Linked DNA regions of Mus musculus: regions 2 and 3 are each linked to region 1. A link is a contact called in public HiChIP or PLAC-seq and promoter capture Hi-C data. All regions are on one chromosome and are shown on one strand. The core of a region is the stretch at or near the end of the contact, and the rest is flanking DNA. Distances in the headings are between cores, read along the strand shown.

Region 1 (2,762 bases), core at 173-2,672:
GTGGGTGGGTAGGGGAGTGGGGGTGGGTGGGTATGGGGGACTTTTGGTATAGCATTGGAAATGTAAATGAGCTAAATACCTAATAAAAAATGGAAAAAAAAAAAGAAAGAACCTAGTGGGGAAACCCCGACTCAGCTCCCAATTCAGCGTGCACCCAAGAATCACGAATAGAACACAACACCTTGATGTAACAACACGGGTATTTTAATGGCGGAGCTCCGGTATCTCACACAGGAGACAGTGGCTTGGAAGCTAGGGGTTTTTATAGAAAAGGAGTGGGACTGGGGGAGGAATTGGCGCAGTTTCACATGATTGGTCCATTTAAACATCAGCAGCCTGTTAACATTTAACTTAAGTCAGAGGGGTGGGAGATAGGGAGGCGATGGGCCTGCCCAGGCATGTCCTGGTCTGTTCTGCTATGTTCTCAGCCCCAGGTTTCAAAGCTCACAAACAACTCTTTGGGCTATTTGACATACATTACGTGACTCACAGGTCTCAAGTTTTATTTCCTTTCAACATTTGTCTGAGACTTCTAGACACTAATAACTCCTTAAAAGCCTGTGAGTGTTTTAAGAACATTTCTGCTTGCCAAAAGACACTTGATTGGAGTTGGAGTGCCACAGGCCTTCCCTGTAAATAGTGATTGTGTTCAGGCCTTCGTTTTCATTTTCTGTAAATGAGGAATGATAATACAAACTTCATAGGTTGTGTAAGGAGTACGTGAAATAAAACATGTAAAGGATCCAGCTCAAGAGATTGGGCTCAGCTATTAAGAACACAGACTACTCTTGCAGAGGACCTGAGGTCAATTCCTTGTATCCACATTTGGTGACCTATAACTGTCTAAACTTGATCCAGGGAATTCAACTCCTCTGACCTATGCTGGTATCTCCATTCACATACACATACTCACTTGCAGGCATGCACATAGTCAAAAAATAAATAAAATCTTTAAAAATATATAAAGTAACCAAATTTAGCAAACATTCACACCATAATTTGAATAATAAAATAGTAAAATGGAAACTGAAAATCTCACTTTTTTTTCTAAAACGCAAAACCAACAATAGGGCTTCAAATATGAAAAATAAGAGCCTCCAGTATCTTGGGGATGTCACTTTTCGTTAGCTGTTTGCACCAAACTGCCTCAGAATTTAACTTCCAATTCAGCTGAGCCATAAACTACAATTCCCAGAATGCACTGTTACGGGCGTCGGTCTGAAGCCTGAAGTTATTGCAGGATTTCAGGAGGTGTGCCTTCCTTCTTCCCCAACTCCTCCCCCCAACTCCCTCCCCCTGACCAGCTTTGCCTCTCAAGGGCGGGAGAATCTCGGAGACCTCCTCGCCGGAGGGCGGGGCAATGACTAGCGAGAAGCCAATCGCGGCGCAGGCTCTAGGAAGCGCCTGAGCAGTGACGAATCAGTACGCAGCAGCGTTGGTCTCAAGTAGCGCGCGTGAATTTGAACACACTGGCGGAGCGCCGGGTTCCTGTGAGCAAGGTCGTAAGCTTGCTGAGGTGCAGAGGGGTCATTTCGTGCGGTACCCCCGCAGGCGTGGACGCCGGTCCAGAAGGAGACTGAGGAACGAAGGTAACGTCAAGGGGCAAGGGCCTTGAACGTAGCCCGCTGCCTGCTCCTCCCGCGGGGCTCCCGCTCTGGGTGCCAGCGTCTCTCACGCAGGCAAGGAGAGGGCTTCCCTGTTGCCCCGTAGACGCTCGGGTTGGCTTAGAGGTCGCGCTTGTGGAGTTCTGTGGGACTGACATACCCTTTCCGAAGGAAGGGGAAAGGAAGGAAAGAACATTCTAGAATTATCTCCCTAAGGGACGCGGCTTGACTTTAGCAAGCTGCCTAGTGAGGTGAGGGAGCCCCGCCGGGACCCGTGGGGAGGACTTGTCCCACCCATATTACCTCGCTCAGACCTCCAGGAAGGGTGTGAGCAATCTCTGCCTTCCCTGAACGTGCAGGCTGTGAAGATGACTGGCTGGTCAGTCAGAAAGTGTGCTAAGTGGAATATGGAGGAGCCATGGAAGGAGGCTAGTGCCAAAGGCCTACCAGGAGTGCCAAAACTTGATGTGACTGGTTTAATTAAAGGGAAGTGTACCCCAATTAGGGTTCCACCCGGCCTCGTTAGTAGGATCACCTTTCATCACTCTCATCTACTGTAGCGCAGTATTTCCCCAACCCACCCTCCTTCCCTTTTATCACTGTTTACTTCTCTAATACATAGCTTACTGCTTTGCTTTTTTTTTTTTGAGACCCCCTGTACCCCAGGCTTGCCTCAAACTCAGGGTCCCTTTGCCTATGCCTCCCATTTTGCACCGTCACACCTGACTAGGTTTTGTTTGTCTTTCTGTGGTTGGTTCGTTGTTGTTTTTCTTAATCTGTTTCTTGGAACCAAGCCTGGTGACTTAGCTTGTGATTCCAGTTCTGGAAAGCTCAAGAGTTCAAGTTTATCCTTGGCGACAGAGTGAATGAGTTTGAATTTGAGGCTAAGCTCTGCTATGTGAAGCACTATCTCAAAAAGCAATGTTCCCTTGGGTATTTATTTGCAGTCACTTATTTAGAATCAAGATTTATAAACAATTTTGACATGGTGCGTTTTCTATCCTTTTGGTGACTTTATTATAACTGACATATTTGCTGCCTTTAGGAATTTAACTAAGATGATGGCAACTTGTACTCCAAGAAAGAGGAAGCGATATACACTGAATGCTGATAATGATGATAGGTAAGTCTTAACCTGTATGTATGAACTCTTTTAAA
Region 2 (2,762 bases), core at 81-2,580, 450 kb after region 1:
ATGTGATAGCTCGTGTTTTATCTTACACTTTGGGGGGCCCCCGAGGTGGGGGGGAGGGGATGTATTTTGAAACAGGGTTTCTCTGTGTAGCCCTGGCTGTCCTAGAGCTTGCTTTGCAGACCAGGCTGGCCTTGAACTAGCAAAGATCTACCTGCCTCCCGAGAGATGGGGTTAAGGCCTGTGCCAGGCTTTGTCATGCTTTCTTAAATGGATAAACACACGATGAATGAAAAGCTAGCCACCTGGGTAAAGGTGGTCAATAGAACTGATCCTTGCGCCTGCGGGAGAGGGACATCAATCTTCCCCGAAGGAATGGCACTGGGTGTGTCAACCCCTCCAGGGCAGGCCTCACGTCCAGGAGTAGCAACATAACTGCACGAGGCTTTTTTGCTACTTTTTGTTGTTGTTGCTGTTGTTGAAGTTTTGTGTTTTTTCTTTCTGTTGGGTGTTGCTTTATTTTGTCTTCTTGGTGTTGGGTGGGTGGGGGGTGTTGTTGTGTTGGATTTTTGTTTGTTTTTGTTTGCTTTGAGAAAGAACTTAAAATTGGATAGGGAGGGGAGGGGAGAAGATCTGGATGGACTGGATGGACTGAAGAATATGATCGAAACATTTCAATTCGATCTGTTCAAATCTGTTTTAAATTTTAAAAATATAATAAAAAAGAAAAAGCAAAACAATAACAGCAAAAGGATAATAAGAAAGAGGCAGCCAGGCGATGGTGGAGCACTCCTTTGAGCCCAGCTCTCTGCAGGCAGAGGCAGACGGATCTCTGCGTTCAAGGCCTGCCTGGTCTGAGTTCCAGGACAGCCAGGGCTACACAGAAAGCCAGTCTCAAAAAGAACAAAAGAATGAATTAACAAATGGAGTGGTGGGAAGGGGGAAGGGAAGGGAGGGGAAGGGAGGGGAGGGAGGGGAGAAAGGAAAAGCCAGTTCTCTGCTCAAAGTCTGTAATCTGATATACTGGCAGCTTGATCAGGAGTCCCCAAGAAACAAAGCAAGAATATGGCATGCAGAATCTCCAAGTTAGGTGGCTGGTGCCTTCACACTCTGAGAACTTTGTGACTACAAATTAAAAATAAAAGGTGCCCCAGATAAATGGCTTTTAAACTGCAGCCACCGGTCAGGCTGTGTGACCCAGTGTAGAGTGTCCCTGGTGTAAGAGAGGCCCTAGGTTCAAGAACAGGCACAGGAAAAAAAGGAGCACAGAGCAAAAGAAAGCTAACGTGTAATGTCACTGACTGACAACAGGTGGCAGTACTAATACAGAGAAACCAGCAGTCCTTTGCTTGCCCTCCCTTCCCCCAAAAGAAACCCAGGAGCTTTGCTGAGCCGGAAGTTTGGGGTTTCTAGTACTGAAAATGAAGCCGGCGGTGTTTCCAAACCTTGGTTCCCAGTCTTCAGAAAGAACCTGAGATGTTTGGGCAACAAACTCTGACGCTGTTTTTGGAAGCCTGTCTTCTTTTTAAAGAATGCTCTTCTGTTGGTTGGTAAGCCTGTACCTTCCAGAAGCCAGAGAGATCTGCGCAAATAGGCAACTCTGCTCCTGGCCTGCTTCCACAGGCTGGCTACTTTCTCCAAAAATCCACTCAAAAACACACATTATGCTTTCAGGATTCAGAAGTAATGGGGCAATAATGACAGAAGTTGGCCGGAAAGATGGGTAGAGGAGCAAAGTCACACCTATTTTGGAAGTGCTAGCTGGTCAATTGGCATGGCGGGTCTCACCCTGCCTCCTAGTATGCACGCACCCTCCAGCTGGCCTCTTTCAGGACCCTCTTCCCCCACCAGGAAGCTTTCTTGAGAAATACTCATGGTTCCAGAACCAGCCAGCCTTCTAATTTGCCACGTGACTCTTTTCTGTGGCAGCAGAGAAAATTAGGAAACCTGTATTGTAAAGTAACGAGGACTGGATTTCAGCATGTAGCTAAACGCTGCCTTTCCGGTTTTACGTTCTCCACTTACAGATCCCTTGATGGGTCATAAACTCATAAAGTGGTCTCAGAACGTCCTAAGGGGCATCTGGAGTCCCAAATGCTGTCCATAGGAAAGGGATCGCTTATGTGCTTTGGTCAACGACCAGCCTCAGCAAACGCATCCTGATGTGCTAATGGCCTTTAATGCAGACATCTGCTCTCCGTTACCTAACTGAACCTGACAGAACAGTAAAACAAACTCGATGGTCCAGAATCACAAACTGCCATTCATCACATGATGGCTACTGGACAACGGCCTCTCTCTCTCTCTCTCTCTCTCTCTCTCTCTCTCTCTCTCTCTTTCTCTCAGCACACGTCTGCAAGTGCACAGAGCTGCATCTGACGGCTGTGCCTCTCACCACCCAGGGGCATTGCGGCATGCCATGACATCACCCAGCAGCACTTCCAGGACACAGGTCAGAAGCCAGCGGCTTATTACACAACGCATGGGACTTGTGTCAGAGTTGAGGAGGTGAGGTTTACAGCGAGGTTTCTAACTGCAAAAGCCCTGACGTTCACCAAGTTGATGATGAGGGTTGAAATGAAGACAAGAGGCTCCTATTAAACCCCTGTTTTCGTGTCTTTACAGAGATCTCACACCCAGCGCATACACAGTAGCCTGAGTTTTTAGTACTTAATATCCTGGGTACCGTCCTCATCTTTTACTGGAGAACTACCAGGTTTCTTTTTTTTTTTTTCCTTTAAATCTTTAATGTTTTAACTTGAATTTCTTTTCAATGTTATTTTCTAAATTCAACCAGAAGACAGAAGTTTGTCAGGAAACCGTGT
Region 3 (2,762 bases), core at 192-2,691, 330 kb before region 1:
GGTTGCTATGGAATAAGGGATGCTGGAGGTGCCTCCCTGTGCTGCCTTTCTGACTGGTGGCTTTGGTTGCTAAATCTATCCCTGGAGGAAAGACTTCCTCATGGTGGCTTTCCCTGCTGCTTTTGTGATTTGGGATTCTGGGTATGAAGAATAGAGACTGGTAAGAAAACAGGCTCATGAACCAGCTCACTGCAGCCTCTTTGTCTCCAGTGAAGCCCTGGAGGCTTCCTGGGCCAGAATGTCAGGTCTTCTGCGCTGAGCACTTGGCTTGTGAGCAGGTGTCCACCCCCAACATCAAGTTGCTGTAAGCACTTGATATATTTTACTAAGTTATGAAACAGACTGAAATACTCACCGTTTCCTCTCTTGCTCTATATGTATATACGTTTCAGCCTCAAGATCCATAACTCTAAAGCTTTTTGTGGGGAAAAAAAAATACATGTTCGTTAGAACACATTTGAGAAATGTAGGCAATTATTTGAATATGCTTCTGTGCTATTATTCTTAATTTAGCAAAAATTTGAAATGAGCATAATTTAGAATTCCAGGCAGCTGAGGTCTGTTATGAAGTCAAATTTCTTCAAACTCACTCTGTTTTTCTCTCTTACATTAATTTCACCAATTTCGGTCTTCATGTATGATTAACCATAATTAACCCACAGTTTTAAACATGTGCTCTAATTTAGGCAATGCTCACCACCACCCCTGCCCTGGACTCTTTATTCATAGTTATTAAGTTTTGGAGAGCTTTTTTAAAAAATTGCATTCGTTCTTTCAGAAAGAGGCTGCTTAGTGCCTGTGGGGGGCAGCACTGCCATTGTCTGGGCTGTGTTTCACTGCCAGGACTTTTTTCAGTTCCATAAAGACAGGCTGTGCAGGTCTTTTGTGGCAGGCGTTTAGAAGTGACTGTCATAAAGGAACTCTGAAAGAACATGAAGAGTTCTTCTTTAAATACATAAAAAAGAAAAAGTATAAACTCCATTTTATGGTGTACGTGAGACAGTCGCTTGCCAGTGCCATGCTCACGAGATAACAGCTTTCCCACGAAGCATCTGAAAGCATTTAACAAAAATTCGGAGATGGCAAAATCATTTCCTGTATAGTGTGGCTCCTCTGGGAGTCCGGTGGAACGTCGCACAAGGATGATGATAGTCATCCCCCCACCCCATATCCCAATTCCATAACGAGGTGCAGCAGGGTGCTGTCCTAGGTGCTGAAGGAGGAACCAGGAGGCTTTGCCTTCAGGGCACAGGTGCACACTCACCTGTATCACCTAGGGAAACGTTGGAAAGGGACAAAACTGGAATGTGGGAGATGTACAAAGAAGAGGCTGCTATAGGAGCCAAGACTAAGTGGCAGAAAGCTATAGGGTAAGGGGTGGGGCCACTGCTTTGCTATGAGGCAAGGGGGCGGGACTATGGTTTTGCTAGAACAAGGAAGGTTTTATGCGGAGGTGTAAATGAGGCAGGAAGGATGAGCGGCAGCAGTTACTGAAAACAACTCAGGAGCACCATTCTGTAACGCAAATCCCCGATTCCTTCCAAGAAGTGTGGGTGTCGGTTGCCTAGGGAGAATACCAGAATGTAAAGAAGTTCAAGGTTTAAACGTTATTATTGAAATTACTGGAGCTGGGACAATGGCTCCAAGGATGAGGCACTTGCTGTGCAAGCATGAAGACCAGAGTTTGGATCCTCCCACTCACCTAAACGCTGGGTCAGCATGCTGGTTCACCTGTAATTCCAGTTCCTAGGAACCGAGAATTCTGGGAGCGAGGTGGCCAGGTTGATTAATCCGTACCAGTGAGTTGTCAGTTCAGCTGAGGGAGATACCATGCTCCAAGGGCGTGAAAAACAGTTGAGGAAGATGCCTGTCTCAGCCTCCAGCTGCCACACACACATGCTCCCACAACACACACCAACACACATACATGCACGTGTGCACATACATACACAGATTAAGAATAAAGCAGAAAGCCTCTACCTTTATCCTTTAGTTTTATTATGTAATTAGAAGTCATCAGAACAAGCTTTCTAGCATTTGTTTGCTAATAAATATTTGCCAAGGTCAAGCCTGGGGTATACATCACGTATAACCTGTGGCAATCTCTTATGACAAAACTATATAGAAGATTTTGGAGTCCAGTAACTTGTCCTATCAGTATTTAATATTCCTCGGTCTCTATATTTTCTTTTATATTTCTGACCCTGAATTGAAAACTTTTGACACTTAGTTCTACCATTTATTAAAAGCCCAAGGTGACCATAGACCTGCATTGAGTTTAACTGGGGATATTTTTAACTTTAAAATGCTTACCTTCATTTTTTGGGACATTTGTGTCTTAGTCTGTTATTTTGCTTCTATAACAAAATACCTGTGGCTAAGTGCTTCACACAGAAAAGAGGTTTAGTGAGTTTAGTTTTTAGTGCTAAGAACATGGACAGGCACCCACTGGGCTCCACTGAAGACCTCCTGGCCCATCATACCATTGTAGATAGCATTGTGTTAGGGGCATAAATAACTCTTTATATTAGTCATTTAGCCCTATGAAAACAGAAACACGTGGTTTTTAAAACTGCTGTTCTTCCAGCATCCAGCTTTATGCCTACCACACAGTAGCTGCTTAACCAATAGTTGCTGAATGGATTGGATGAAGAATATTATAAGAAATAAACACCGAGACTTGAATCTATATTAATGATGGGCAGTGTACTCCAATTCAACTATTTTAAAGCTATAGTGTAATGATCAAGCCTGTTTTATGG

The links. Promoter capture Hi-C pulls out the DNA fragments that hold promoters and counts their contacts. HiChIP or PLAC-seq counts read pairs in DNA pulled down with a chosen protein or histone mark.
Region 2: a promoter capture Hi-C map of the HPC-7 cell line shows a contact between it and region 1. The contact joins the enhancer-like site here to the promoter of Esco2 in region 1. A contact is called at or near these places in 3 of 39 promoter capture datasets (the C10 cell line, the HPC-7 cell line and pre-B cells), 1 of 484 Hi-C or Micro-C datasets (pre-B cells), 4 of 115 datasets of contacts at active chromatin or transcription factors (embryonic stem cells, large pre-B cells and pancreatic cancer cells) and 1 of 9 other capture datasets (liver).
Region 3: a contact with region 1 is called in an H3K4me3 HiChIP or PLAC-seq map of forebrain, with 3 times the contacts expected there. The contact joins the enhancer-like site here to the promoter of Esco2 in region 1. A contact is called at or near these places in 3 of 39 promoter capture datasets (HPC-7-derived erythroid cells and liver), 4 of 484 Hi-C or Micro-C datasets (the G1E-ER4 cell line, the HL-1 cell line, cortical neurons and 1 more), 2 of 115 datasets of contacts at active chromatin or transcription factors (forebrain and kidney) and 2 of 9 other capture datasets (adipose tissue and liver).

Annotation. Positions count from the first base shown.
Region 1 is chr14:65,832,629-65,835,390 of GRCm38.p6, reverse strand. Esco2 (establishment of sister chromatid cohesion N-acetyltransferase 2) reads left to right here and starts at 1,422. Exons shown (of 11, transcript NM_028039.2): 1 at 1,422-1,589; 2 at 2,650-2,727. The coding sequence starts at 2,663.
Region 2 is chr14:65,380,274-65,383,035 of GRCm38.p6, reverse strand. The region is part of intron 1 of Zfp395 (zinc finger protein 395); the gene reads right to left. Among named protein-coding and RNA genes, the nearest start is that of Zfp395, 23 kb to the right of the region's middle. Within about 2 kb of position 1,330, at least 174 of the 459 cell types and tissues checked have an H3K27ac peak or open chromatin away from gene starts, as enhancers often do. A contact at or near this core is called in the HPC-7 cell line, embryonic stem cells, liver and 1 more, where this site is marked.
Region 3 is chr14:66,159,995-66,162,756 of GRCm38.p6, reverse strand. All of the region lies in intron 24 of Ptk2b (PTK2 protein tyrosine kinase 2 beta), which reads left to right. Among named protein-coding and RNA genes, the nearest start is that of Gm52098, 17 kb to the left of the region's middle. Within about 2 kb of position 1,441, at least 13 of the 459 cell types and tissues checked have an H3K27ac peak or open chromatin away from gene starts, as enhancers often do. A contact at or near this core is called in cortical neurons and forebrain, where this site is marked.